Regions from separate parts of the Sus scrofa genome. Here region 2 is linked to region 1. The links are chromatin contacts, called in public promoter capture Hi-C maps. All regions are on one chromosome and are shown on one strand. The core of a region is the stretch at or near the end of the contact, and the rest is flanking DNA. Distances in the headings are between cores, read along the strand shown.

The links. Promoter capture Hi-C pulls out the DNA fragments that hold promoters and counts their contacts.
Region 2: a promoter capture Hi-C map of liver shows a contact between it and region 1, with 10 times the contacts expected there. The contact joins the promoter of NUDT5 here to the promoter of LOC102164731 in region 1. A contact is called at or near these places in 2 of 5 promoter capture datasets (fetal liver and liver) and 1 of 2 datasets of contacts at active chromatin or transcription factors (skeletal muscle).

Annotation. Positions count from the first base shown.
Region 1 is chr10:57,924,417-57,931,618 of Sscrofa11.1, reverse strand. LOC102164731 (endogenous retrovirus group V member 1 Env polyprotein-like) reads left to right here and starts at 2,503. Exons shown (of 2, transcript XM_005668194.3): 1 at 2,503-2,599. It also overlaps a transcript of CCNY not described here.
Region 2 is chr10:59,761,405-59,768,606 of Sscrofa11.1, reverse strand. NUDT5 (ADP-sugar pyrophosphatase) reads right to left here and starts at 3,163. Exons shown (of 10, transcript XM_003482836.4): 1 at 2,750-3,163. CDC123 (cell division cycle 123) reads left to right here and starts at 2,986. Exons shown (of 13, transcript NM_001243823.1): 1 at 2,986-3,353. The coding sequence starts at 3,280.

The sequences.
Region 1 (7,202 bases), core at 1,254-3,753:
AGAACGTTGTTTAAAGAGTCAATTCATATTTCTGGGTTTAAACTCGCCTCATCGTACCAGCTGGGTTCAGGTGTGAGAAGACACTACAGCCCAGTTTAGAAAACCTCTTCATCTGCTCAATCATCTTTCAAACTATCCTGAACCTCCAAAACAAAGGGTTGGTGGTCTTCAAATATTTTCTCAAAAACAAATGATGACCAAAACCTAGATTTCTTTCAAGTGAAAGAACACACAACACTATTCTATTTTTTTCTGGCAAAATCCTTCTAAGCCTTATCACCAAATAGCTCTTTGCAATTACTTTCATTTTCTTGTTTCCTTACTGTAACAAGAATGGTATGCAGCCCGGGTCTAAGAAACGTGAGTCTTCCTTCTGTATTATTTTAATCCGTTATTTTAAAGACAAAGCCTCTACCCAATATTAATTAGGGCACAACATAAAAGAGAAATTATTTCCAATGTTTCAACATTTTACGGGACTAGGTAATGATTTTCTATAACAAAGTCATTCCTTCATTCACTCCTTTAAAATACAATACTTACGCGGTCTTTACAATATGTAAGATAATTCTTTCAGGTGCTTGGGGCCAGAGCAATGATCAAGACAGAATGGCCTTAATATTGGTCTAGATGCTTTTAAATGGTTCACAGACAGCTAAAGAGCAGGTTAATACAATGAAAGTCTAAAATAACACCACTAGACTGTCATACTGCACCCTAATTTCCTAAGTGCCCATTATAAACCAGATCTTGTATTAGCCTCTTCTACATATGGTACCCATGTAGTAAAGCTGCTGTGTTCGAAAAAGAGGAAATTAGAAGAAATTAAATAAGACCAAACAAAGAGAAAATTCTTCCCTTGGTAGTTTAAATTTGGCTTTGCAAACTAAAGGGAATGCGCCATCCTAAAAGTAACAAGAATGAATTATGACAGTTGTGCCAATTCATTCACACAAGAAAATTTTCCAGATTACTTCAACCACACCAATTGTGAAAAGACTTCGTGCTTAAAAAAAAGTCAAGCTGTCATAAAAATATATTTCCAATTTTAAAATTTTTAAGTTGAAAATTACATAAATTATAAGACGCATAAACTACCCATCTACAGATATTAAGCCACGTAGCTGATTGACAAAATAGTGCTAATAAAGGCACTGTTAAGACCAATAAAATAAACCACCATTACCACGTGTAGTGATCAGTCCTTTACAAACCCTAGTCCCAACCAAAAGTCATTCAAATCAATCAGAAATTCACAAGACTCTGTAATTCAGCCCCAGGCAAAGAAGAAGCGACTTAATCCAAAACTGTCAGCAAACTGCTGTGATGGTCCCGTAAAGAAATTTTAATAGCATTCAGGTGAAGCTATTTGACTGCAATCCCACACCGCGCCCCGCCCCCGCAAAAAAAAAAATTTTTTTAATTCCTTATTGTTGTTGGTATTTTGGGGGGATTAGCTTTTATGGAAATGGGGTCTGAGGCCAGCAAGTGGGATCAATTTGCGAGTTTCCGGAGAGCTGACCCAGGCACCCAGTTCTCCGGCCGCAGGTAGCGACTGCGATTCCAAACTGGGAACTCATTCCTCGGCCGTGGCCAGGGTCCCCATCCCCTTCGCCTTTCGGAGGACGGGGCGGCTCACCCTTCGGCGCGCAACTTGGCAGGCGGCTGGCTCTGCCGGACAGACGTCCAGAGCCCGGCCTGGACCCCGCCCCGGCCGGCCCTCCGGGGCGAAGACCCCGGCCCGCTCGCGGGGACCGGCCGAGAGCAACGGCCGCCGGGCGGGGCGCGGGGTGTGGGGCGCGCGGTCCGGCGGCGCGGGGCGCCGGAGGAATCCGAGAGACCCCCGCCCTCCCGCCCGCCTTACCGTCGATGTTCTCCCGATCGCTGATGTGCTGCAGGTTGCAGCCCGTGTCCTCGCGGCTCAGGTCGGCGTCGGGCCGGCAGGACTCCAGCCGCGAGTGGGCATTCCTGCGGAGCTTGGGGCTGGACGACACGCAGCACGAGGCGGTGTTCCCCATGGCGGGCGCCCGGGCCCCGGCGCGGCCCCGGGTCAGCAGCGGCGGCGGCGGCGCGGCCTCGCCATGGGCGGCCCGGCTCCCCTCGCCCGGCCCGGCGGCCTGTCCGCGGCGGAGGAGCGCCCGCGCCCGCGCGACTGCGGCCGCCCGGCCCGGCTCACCCCGCCGCCGCCATGGCGGGCGCCGCGCAGCCGCCTCCGCTTCCCGATCGGCCCGGCTCGCCGCCGGCGGCCGCAAGCGGTTCCGGTTCAAGGGGCGCGGCCGCTCGGGACGCGGGGTGGACGCGGGACGCGGAGTGGACGCCGGCGGCGGGAACGCGGGCGGCCGTGGGCGGCGAGGACGCGGCCGACACGGAGGCGCGGCCGGGAGCCCGGGCGTGGGCGGCTGCGGGGACGCTGGGCCCGCCCTACCGACCCCGCCCTCCGCGCCCTCCGCGCCCCGCCCACCCGGCTCGACCGCGCCCCGCCCACCCGGCCCCGCCCCGCCCGCTGCCCTGGAAGCGGATGCGCCGCGGAGGAGCGGGTGGCTTCTCACAGGCGCGGGCAGCGCGGCGGCGTCGCGAGGACCCCGCGCTGGGACAAGAGGTGCGTGCGGCGCTCCAGCCGCGAGGCGGGGGCTGCGGGGCTGCTCCGGGCTGAGGGGCGGGGCTTTTTTCGCTTCTCTTTCGCGCGCCGAGAGGCACTGGGTAGGATAGGCGCTCTACCCCGTCCTGAGCCGCCGGCCGTCCGCCCGGAATGCACCTCGGGCCCGGGAGGCGCCGCGCTCCCCGCGGGTTACTGTCGGGTCCGCCAGGTAGCGCCTGCTCTCCTGTCACCTGCCCACGCCCCGGGCCGTGCGTATGGGGACTTTGAGGGGTAGTCCCCGCCACCTCCTCTGCAACGCTGCACCCTCGCCTGTCCCGGGGGCAGAATAAGGCGGCAGGAACAACCCTTCTCCCCATTCCAAGTGGCAGGGAAGGCGTCCTGAGGGGAGACGCGGGGACAGAATGCTCTGTACGGAGAAACCAGGCGCAACCCATGGTCTATATGAGGAAACTGAGATCCAGAAACTCAAAGTGTTATTTACGGAGGCAGGTACCAACTGGGAAGAAAAGTAAGGGCAAGCATCAGCGCTCGAGCATCAGCGATATGTGTACATCTTGCTAAAGGCCATGTAAACATTATTTTGTCGAAATCTGAACGAGTGTAACCTTTTTTTTTCCATTGCTTTTTTTTTTTTTTTTTTTTAAGGGCCGCACCTGCAGCATATGGATGTTTCCCAGGCTAGGGGTCTAATCGATCTGTAGCTGTACTCCACAGCTTAGGGCGCGCGGGATCCTTAACCCACTGAGGGAGGGATCCGCCCCAGGTCCTCATGGATACTAGTCAGATTCGTTAACCACTGAGCCACAAAGAGAGCTCCTGTAAACCTTTTTTTTAACCTGTGCTCCCTCTCCGTCCCTTAGTAATGTTCATACATTTATTAGTCCATCTTTTAAAAAGCTCCATGCTCTGGACTGTATTATTGCCATTTGTTGGAATGTCCTTGTGAGATCCTGCTGGCCCCCTCCACCTATGTCTGTAGGGTAATGGGGGTTGATGAGCAGCCAAAGATAAGACGATTTACACCCCTGCCTTACTGGCGAGGTCAGGTCTAATCTTTACTCGTTCCTTTTTTGTATATGCTGACATGGCTGTCCCCCTCCTCAGAAGAGATGTGTTAAGTAAACTGAGAGCTAGTATATTTTTAGCACAGAGTGATTCCAAGAAGGCAGAAAATCAGAATAGAAGATGCATCTATTAGTAGTTCCCAGATATTGGTCATGAAAATATCCCCCAAGAAAGTAGGAAACCAGTGGGTCCTGTGGTTTGGGATATATCAGTACCAGGAAAGGCGAAGCCTGTGGCCCCAGTGGAGATAAAAGTTAAAGCCTGGAGGGAAATAGCCTGGAATCCAGAGGCAATAGCCTTTAAAGCCTGAGGCCTTGAGAGGGGGCATCCAAACACTGCTCACCAAATTCCTAAAACACCGGCCCATTTGGCCTGCCAGTCCTTTTATAACGCTCAGATTCTCCCTGACCAAAAGCCTAATGAGCACACCATTTGGTGTGAGACATAGGAACAGTGAGTATGGAAGGCATCTCCATTCACCCAATGGTGCCAACCCCACCCTACTCACCCAGATGCCAGGGGGCACTCAACATTTCTCTGTGTCGGACTTCAAGGGTGCATTTTCCCATACCCCCATTTCCCCCTGCATCGGACGCTCAGTACCTTCTTGCCTTTGAATGGAAGGATCTGGTCACTCTGGAGGCTGCTCAGGTAGACTTGGGCAGTGCTTCCATGGGGCTCTGGGGACGGTCCCCATGTCTTTGGAATTGTGTTAGCAAAAGAACTGAAGGAACTGAGGCTGAAAAATGAAACTTGGTTAACGTATGTTGGTGACCTATTAATAAGTAGTGAGACAAAGCAAGATTCAGATCAGAATGCTGTTAAGGCCCTAAATTTATAAAGTCTTCGCAACAAAGACTCAGATTTCACAGCAGCAGGTTCAGTATTTAGGATTTGTTGAGCCCCGTTGCGTGAGGCCTGGCCATAGATCAGAAAACAGCAATTAGGAGTTCCTGTTGTGGCGCAGCAGAAACGAATCCGACTAGGAACCATGAGGTTGTGAGTTTGATCCCTGGCCTCACTCAGCATTGCCATGAGCTGTGGTGCAGGCCGGCAGCTGTAGCTCTGATTTGACCCCTAGCCTGGGAACCTCCATATACAGCAGGTGTGGCCCTAAAAAGACAAAAAAAGAAAGAAAGAAAACATCAGTTAATACCATCCCCAACCACAAAAAGACAACTTGAGGCTTTCTCAGAATGGCTGGGTTTTGCCATATCTGGCTCCCAAATTATGGCCTTACAATCAAACCCCTAGTTGAAGCTCTAAAGGGAGAAGAAAGGGAGCCCTTCCAATGGAGTAGGGACCAGCAGTGGGCCTTGGAGCCTCTGAAGACTGATTTGAATAGGGCACAGCACTAGGGCTTCCAATTTTTTTTTTTTTTTTTCCACTCCTGCAGCATATGGAGTTCCGGGCCGGAGATCAGATCTGAGCTGCAGCTGTGGCAACACCAGATCCTTAACCCACTGTGCCAGGCCGGGGATCCAACCTGCATCCCAGCGCTTCCAAGACACCGCCAATCCTGTTGTGCCATAGCGGGAACTCCAGGGCTTCCAAATTTAAACAAACCCTTCACCCCCGCCCATGGGAGGTTAATGTGGGCACTGGGAGTCCTGACCCAAAAGATGGAATCAGGAGTTGCTGATGTGGCATGGGGGGTTAAGATCTGCCGTTGCCACAGCTATGGCATGGGTCCCAGTTGCGGCTCAGATTTGATCCCTGGCACTGGAGCTTCCATATGCTGTAGGTGTGGCCAAAAAAATAAAAAGGTGGGACCAAATCAAAGGCCAGTGGCTTACATTTCAAAACAACTGGCCCTGGGGTGGCCCAGCTGCCCACAGGTGGTAGCAGCCATGGCCCTACTGGCCAGTGAGGCTTCTGAGTTTACGTTGAGACAACCCCTAGATGTATTAACGCTTCATCAGGTCCAGACTGTGTGAGAAGCCAAAGGACACCATTGGTTCCTCGGAGGAGGGTTAGCAAAGTTTCAGGCTCTCCTATTGGATACCCTCAATATTAGTTTAAAGGTGAGCCAAGCCTTAAACCCAGCAACTCTTCTCCCAGCTACTGACAGTGGAGATTATTGCATCATTGTACAGAGACAACAGAACAGACTTAGATCCGATCTTCTAGATGAACCCCTTGGCAACCCCGAGGCCAAATGGTTCACTGACAGTAGGCGCTTCATGGAGATGAGAACCGGAATGGCAGGATGCTCTAGTTAGCTGAAAGGAAATCATAGACGCCAAGGCCCGACCACTCGAGACTTCAGCCCAGAAAAATATTTTTACTCATTCTAAATGTGGATTCCATGTGCTACATGCTCCTGCTGCCATTTGGAGAGAGAGAGGAATGTTAACTGCTAGAAATTCTCTCATAAAACATAAAGATTTAATCTTGGCTCTTTTAGAAGCAGTGCAGCTGCTTGTGGCAGTAATTCCCTGTAATAAACTGCCATTAGATGGACAGGTCCTTCATAAGCCAAGGAAATAGCAAAGCTGATCAAGCTGCAAAAGAGACACTTCAATCACAAGAGCCTGACCAAATCATGGCCCTGGTGACTTGCCACCACCCCCCCGCCCTGAACTCCTGGCCTTCCTCGGCATTCCCCATGGGGGCAAGAGAAGGCTGAGTATGGGGCTGTCAGGAAGCATAGGCAGGGATATAAAGGATGACAAGGTTCTTATCTCTGGGGCCCAACAATGGGAGCTCGTTAAGGGTTTCCATGTTGCCACCCACTCATAGGGATGCACTCTGGGACTTGGTACAAAGGACCTTTGCAGAAAAGGGGGCTTAAAGGAACAGTGAAATGAGTGACTCTTGCCAGTGGTGTATGTGTGTCATAATCTGCAACCCCATCCAATCCCGCCTTCATTGTTCAGGCCCGTTGAGCCCTGAGGGACATGCCTGGGGGAAGACTGACCATTAGACTTCACCCAAATGACCAGGGATCGGGATACAAATATCTTCTTGTGTCCATAGATACTTTGCAGGATGGGTCGAAGCCTTCCCCACTCGATCTGAAAAGGCCACCAAAGTCTTTTAAGTCCCTTTTAAAGGACATGATTCCTTGGTTTGGGTGTCTGAGATCCATCCAGAGTAGTAACAGTGCCTCCTTCATAGCAAAGGCCACCCTGGAATTAGCTCTAAACTACACACCTCTTGGCACCCCCGATCTTCAGAAAAGGGAGGGGAAAAGTGAACCATACTTTAAAGAAAACCTTAGCAAAGCTTTGCCAAGAGACTTATGAGCCCTGGACCAACCTGCTACTTAGGGTTCAAGTCACCCCCAGAGTCACCTGAAGCTTAGCCCACTTGAGAGGACCTATGGGAGGCCCTTCCCTACACTGCCATGAGGAATAAACCAGCGTCTACCATGTGTCCTTAACCTGGGACAAGGTCAAAGGCGATCTTGGACCATGCCACCAGCGGGACAGCAGAAGGGGCAGCCCCTCCATGAATTAACCTCGGACCAAGTTCTTCCTAAAACTTGGAAGGAGGGAGCCCCTGAAGATCAACTATTACCAAAATGGAAAGGCCT
Region 2 (7,202 bases), core at 1,914-4,413, 1.8 Mb before region 1:
GTTCATTGGTTACAGATAGGAAGCAGTAAGACCAGAAAAGAACTTCCTGTGATAGCCCAGGAAAGAGACAGTACTGGTTTGGGCTGGGTGGAGCAGCAGCAAACAAGATTTAATTCCCTGCAAATGAGACTTTGTTTTTGTTGCATGTTCCCTGTCACCTGGGAAAGTGCCCGGGCCCCAAGCCCCTGCAGTGACAATGCCAGTTCCTTAACCCAATGCAACCCAGGAGAATTTCCACATGAGACTTTTCAACTTTTCCTAAAACAGTTTCTGGGGAAGGGGTTTCCAAAGCTAATTCCAAAAAGATCTTAAAGGACATCAGGAGAGGAGTTTCCTGGTGGCTCAGTGGGTTAAGGGGATTACCGTCAATGCTGCAGTTCTGCTTACTACTGTGGTGCAGGTTCAGTCCCTGGCCCATGAACCTCCATATGCTGCAGGAGCAGCCAAAAAATAAATAATAATAATAATAAAAAAAAGACATCAGGAGAAAGGGGCGGTACAGCGCTTACATTTGGACACACTGAGTTTGAGATGTTGGCAAGACATCCCAAATGGAGAAAACCAGGAGGCTGCTGGAAACACTCATCTACAATACTCATCATGTTACGGATTCAGAGAAGGAATTTTTTTATTATTTCATTTGGAATAGCTCAATAACCACCCTGCCCGCCCCATCCCTTGGCTACTGATATTTTTTTGGCACTCAAGAGAAAAAGCAACTATTTCCTCTGTTGTAAAGGTTTCACTGAAGAAACCTGAGGAACATAAACCGTTGATGGGTACGTAAAGAAAAGATAAACATGGTGGCTGCCAAAAACCCGTGAAATCAATTTAGCTGTACCCATTCAAAATACGGGAGCATCTGTTTGTAACGTTAATCTATGTGATGCTGGTTAAGGTGTGTAACGAGTTACTTACAACCAACTGTAATATTAAAACGGCAGCCCTTATGAAGTATACAGCCTGACCAAAAGACACCTGCATCAAATCCCTTCCCTGGGGTGCCTCTATTTAAGCGCACACACTTAGCAGCTTCTCTACAAATAACTGCAATTCTGTATTAAAGCGTTGCAGCTGTCTGAACGTCTAAAGGCTGTTAACATACACCCTTCCAGACTGAGACAGGTTCCCAGTTTCTGCTTTCTCCTACAGATCTGTTCACTCCTACCTTCAACAGAAAATACCTTACCCCAATTAACCCCGTCAGTGCTGACATTTCCCTCAGATGCAACTTGTTTATTTCTAGGTCAAATCAAACACACATGAGTGACCACACCAACATGAAGCCTCAATTAGGGCTGGCAGTCCCGCACCATTCTCCCAGCATCCAGGGAATATTGCTTCTTGGTGTCTTCAGAAAACAGAAAAGTTTGTATAATCCTGGATCTCAGAAGTACTTAGGCCCGCTACCGCTGCCCCTCCCCCAACATATATTGCAACATTTCTTGATTTACCTCTGCTTTGAAAAATGTTATGTTTCAAAGCATTGCTCTCAATGAATCCACTTAGCAGCATTTTTTGAGCATAACAAAAAAACATGAAACTGCATATTCTTGGAGGAGTGGGGTAATTTCTAATGCCTAAAGGGCAGGGGATCCTGCAGATATCCGAATGAATACCTTTCTAAGGAGGCCTGAGTACAGTGGGGTTCTCACCTCTTTCTAATTTAAAACGGGTTAGAATGGGCCAGTAAGAACGTGCGTACCCAAAATGTGCGTCTTCCGGCAGGCAAAGGTGCCTGGGAGAAGCCCAAAGCAGCCTAACTCTAAGGAGCAAGACTAGGTTTAAAAGGCGTTTTTCAACATCTAGTCATTTCTCCTCTCTTCATTTACAGAAATAAATGTGACTTTTTTTAGTACCCTACTTTCTCGTCCCCATCGGATACGCCATTATGAAAGGAGTAAGGAAGAACCGACGAGAGTGTGATAAGGGCCGAAAAAGAGGGGGAAACGTATGAAATTAAAAATTCGACTAGAATTCTTTTTCCTTTTTTTTCCCGTCCTTTAGGGCCGCACCCGCGACATACGGAGGGGTTCCCAGGCTAGGGGTCTAATCCGAGCTGTAGCTTCCCGGCCTACACCACAGCCACAGCAACGCGGGATTTGAGCCGCGTCTGCGACCTACACCACAGCTCAAGGCAACTGCCGGATCCCCAACCCACTGCGCGAGGCCAGGGATCGAACCGCAGCCTCATGGTTCCCAGTCGGATTCGTTAACCACTGAGCCACGAGGAAAACTCTTAGAATTTCTTACAATCTTATGAACCCAGCATGCACGAATACGGATACAATCTGGTCGTGTTTCTGCACGCTGCTACTTTTGCGAGGCTAGAATAAATGAACTTAACGCTCAAAAGGAGACACCCCTCTCCCCCTCTGTGCTCCCAATTTTTACCTCCTCCACTACCTCCAAAGTCGAGCTCCCCAGAGCCGTAAAGACGAGATCTTTTTCCTCTCTCTCATAACCTTCCCTCCAGGGCCAAGAGGGCCGTCCCTCCCTTTGCAGATACCCAAACGCTGCAATCAAGCTAACATTTCACCGTGATGTATCCTGTTTTCTGTACTCCGAGTAGCCCAGCTCTCCCAGCCCAGCCCCTGGTTTGTCTCTTAACCTGCTCTCCCTCCGCGCCTTGCGGGACGCGAGCCGGGTCCGCAGCCGGGGAGACGCGCGTGGCTGCAGGCAAGCTCCAGGTGTGCGCCCTCCTTCCCCCCAAAGAGACACTGCGCGTGATGGGCTCGCGCCCAGTTACCTCCTCCCAGGCGTGGGGCGAAGGGATGCGTACTCCTTTAGGAACCGGGAGGAACGCAGAAAGCACGGGTCCGAGGCAGTCGTCACCGAAGATGCTGCGCTACTGGGGAGCCACAACCGCGTCTCGCGGTGCAGAGAGGATGAGCGCTCGTTCCTCGCGGCACCCGTAGCACCCCCGCCGGTGACCTATAGCCTTAGATGATTACCTTCCGGGGCAGTGCGAGGCCGGACGAGAAGTGGAGCCGCCCACTGTTTACAATCTCGGTCTCGGCGCTTCCAGAATTCCTCTTCCGGGGCCAGAACTGTGTGCATGTGTGCGCGCGCGCGCGCGTGTTTATGCGGGCACGAGTGTACACTTAAAGGACGCCCCAAGGTGCTTTCTCTCCGCTTCCTTTTCGCTCCTTCCTCTTTGCCTAATAGACCGGAAGTGTCCCTGGACCAAACCAGCTCGGCGGGCACTTCCGGGACAGGCGACGAGGGTTCCGGGAGGGTTCTGGGAGGAGAGGGAGAGGCGGCGGCGGAGGCTGGAGAATGAAGAAGGAGCATGTGCTGCACTGTCAGTTCTCCGCGTGGTATCCACTGTTCCGAAGCCTTACCATCAAGAGGTGAGACTGGAGGGTTACGTCGAGGCGATGGGCGAAAGGGGACTGCGACGTTTGAGGCGAATCCTAGCTCTACCAAAACCTGCAGGCCTGGATGGGAGCGCCAGTGCCGAGATGTCGATTTCCTAGTGGCTTTTCGGGTCGGGAGGTGAATAAAATCGATCCGTACTTGCCGTGCGTCCAGTTGTGCGCCAGAGAGTGTTCTGGGAAGGTGGAAGGGCACGTCGTGGCTCCGTGAAGGTCAGAGGCGGGCTGAGGAGCGGGTGAAGCTAGTTTAGGCTCAGAAGTTCATTATCGCTGCTTTTAGAATTGCTAGAGCAGGCAGGTGATCTGCGAACTAAGTAGTCTAGGCTTTGCCGCTGACTAGCCCGTCTGCGGTCTTCATAGCTTTTGGGCCCCGTGAAATGAGAACAGTGATACAGACCCAGCCTCCGATTCTATTATGAAGCCCCAAAATGATAGTATATATGGGAAGCTTTAGTAGGGTATACTCTGTATCTTTAGGGATGGGAGCCATCTGGAAGAGGAGTGGAACAGTATTTGTTTTCTCGTTCTTTGGCCCACACAAGGTATCCATGCCCGGTTTGCAGGGCGGAGGATTAACTGTCTCATCCTTCACTCGGTCATTCAAGGTAATGTAGGCAAGGCAGCGGGAGGGTATCCCCAGATGTCCAAAAGCAGCCCTAACATCTGGAGCAGGATGCAAGGGTAGGGTTTCCCACACTTAGACGGATAGATCACAGAACTGCATATCCGTGGGTAGGATTTTCTGTATTTTGCCTACTCTCCTTTTAGGTCTAGCTTGCCACTAATTTAGATTTTACCCGTCCCTTCCTTTTCCTTCTTAGTGCAGAGAGTGTGAATACACAGAGGGAAACTTTTGAGATCCTGAGAATTTGGGAGAGCATAAGAATTGTTTAAAAGATGGTGCTTTTCCATCCTGTTATTTGTACATAGAATCTGCTTCCAGTCATGCAGGGTATGATGGAGGTTAGAGCAGCTCCATGGAGGATAAGCTTTGCATTTGAAGATGATTGGAGCCACACAGGAACAGAAGGAGGAGCTGCCACAGCAGCAGCGGATGCTACTTCCGAACACAGAAGTTACCTTCCTCTGTGATGTGCCAATCCTTCCTTATCTTGCATAATTGAAGTAGGCTTCGGGTTGGAGTGATGCTTGAGTCTTTATTTTGTGTTGGTGTGGCAGAAGGGATATTTGCGAACCTGTCAGACCTTTTCACACTGAGTTCACGCGAAATTGCCGTCTGCTGTGGGTGCAGACACCTTTGGTCGCCCCTGGTGGAGTTTACAGCAGTAAAGTATTATGGTTAAGAATTGGACTCTGGAGTCAGGGCCATCTGTCTGGCTTTGAATTTTGGTTCCACCAGCATCTTGAGCAAATTGCTTAATCTCCTTAAGCCCCATCTGGAAAATTGAGACAATAATAGGATTGACATAGGAGTTAAATGAGATAAAGCATTAAAAATGCTTTTGCCACAGTTGCTGGCATATAGTAAACATACAAAACAGTGCTTATGGTTAATGTTTTGGATTTAATCAAAGCTCCACCGAAGCAAAGTGATTTTAGGTCACTGAAATTGTGTACCATTCACATGAAGCTGGGAGTGAAAGATAAAACAAGGGTGGGGCTTTCCTACCAGCCCACAACTAAGCTGTGTTGCCTAAAAGTGTTCTTGACTCAGCCTTTGAAGTATAACTCTAGTCTGTTTAGTTCTGTGGTGACAGCCCTGGGACCCAACATATGGCAGGATATCGTACCCTTGACCGCGGTCCTTTCGGTGAGGTGGTGTGTGATTTGTCATTGCCACTCGGCTTTAATGCCGAGAGACCCTATTCTGGTTATTGACTCAGCCTTGTTTTTTTGGTGTTTCTCCATCACGGTTCAGAGATGATTCGGCAGATAGGAATACAGAATCATTGAGTTCTGGAACTTGGACTCAGGCTTAAGAGTAAGTAGCTAGATGACTGAGCCATCTCATCTATCTTTCTAAGTGTTTCTTTCCTCAGAAATGATTTGTCCTGAAATCTTTTCCATCTGTCCATGGGGCCTCGTGGATTCTCACCTGCATAGTGGGTTTTAGTGATGGATTGAGGCTCTTTGCTGGCAGCCTCCCTAGCTTCGGGCAAAGCATGCCTGGCTGTGATTTGTTGATGGCCTAAATCTCTCAGGCACGATCTCTTTTCCTTCTCACTTTCGGCAGCATTTGGTACATCTGTACTGGGCTCAGCACTTAAATTGTATGGTGACTTTTTCTTTAGTTTCTTTTCCCGCTCATAGGGGTTGAGTTCTTGATAGAGTCAGCTTGGTATCCTCCAGACTTCTGTCACGTAAAGCATGGTCACGTCATGAGGGCAGCTTTAGAACCATGACTGTGGGACTCAGAAGAGCTGTGCAGAAACTAACTCGGTGTCAGCTCCAACCTGTAAGAGGTGTAGCCCCTCCAAATGGGAAGAATACGCAGAGAATTCAGAATGAAATCAGACGGTAAAAAGATGTTTTGACTCCAGTCGAGGGATGATGCAGCCTGGAGGGAAAGCCCAGACGCAGAGTCGACTTGAGAATTGGTGTAACTCAGAAACAAGGGACACCGGCTCTGAAATCATTGACGTTATGGACATAGCAGATGGCTCTCCCTGCTGTCACTGGGGTCAGGAATGTCACCCTGAATGTGTAGGAACCAGCATTTCTGTCTCAGGGCCCTGAGAAGATAAACTTCACATGCTCTTGGGAAGGTCATCTTTGATTCTCTTGGGATGACGTTGTTGGGTAATAAGTGTCCTTAACCCCAGGAAGAACTAGAATTAAATATAGACGTGATGAAATAATTCAAACCTGAGGTGTTTCTCCCTGTTAGGCTTATTTAATATCGTTAAGAAGTTACCAGTTCGAGGACAATTAGTGTATCTATTAGCCTGGATTAGCCTGGTGTTTCCAATTTAAATTGTATAATTGGTTTAGAATTGTGATGTGTTAAAATATATAAGAAAATTTTTCAGTTTATGCAGCATTGAGATGTTTACAAGAATCTTAGATTCACTATACTCAGGGTTTAATTCACTGGTTTCCTAAGCGTTAAATTCTTGAAAAGGCTTATCTGTGATTAGGAAATTGACACACTTAGAAAGAATGTTGAATATTTTTATAATAGAGTTTAAAAATCTAAAGCAACTTTTAGGTTTCAAAGACTCACTTGAAGTAAGGATACAGTACCATGTGATATCAATTATATGTGAAATCTAAAATATGGCACAAACAAAGCTATCTACAGAATACAAACAGAGGCACAGTCATAAAGAAAGACTTGTGGTTGCCAGGGGGGAGGGGAGAAGGAGTGGGATGGACGGGGAGTTTGGGGTTAGTAGATGTAAATTATTCCATTTAGAAAGGATAAGCAATGAGGCCCTACTGTGTAGCACAGGGGACTATATCCAATCTCTTGTGATAGAACATGATGGAAGATACTATGACAAAAAGTATATATATGTATGTGTAACTGGGTCACTTGGCTGTACAGAAATTGATACAACATTGTAAATCATCTGTACCTAATCATAAAAAAAATTTTTTTAAAGCCTCCCTTGAAATTTGTTAAAACCTAGCAGATTTACAAATAGAATAAGATTTGGGGAGTTCCCGTCGTGGCGCAGTGGTTAACGAATCAGACTAGGAACCATGAGGTTGCGGGTTCGATCCCTGCCCTTGCTCAGTGGGTTAACGATCCGATCCGGCGTTGCCGTGAGCTGTGGTGTAGGTTGCAGACGCGGCTCGGATCCCGCGTTGCTGTGGCTCTGGCGTAGGCCGGTGGCTACAGCTCCGATTCAACCCCTGGCC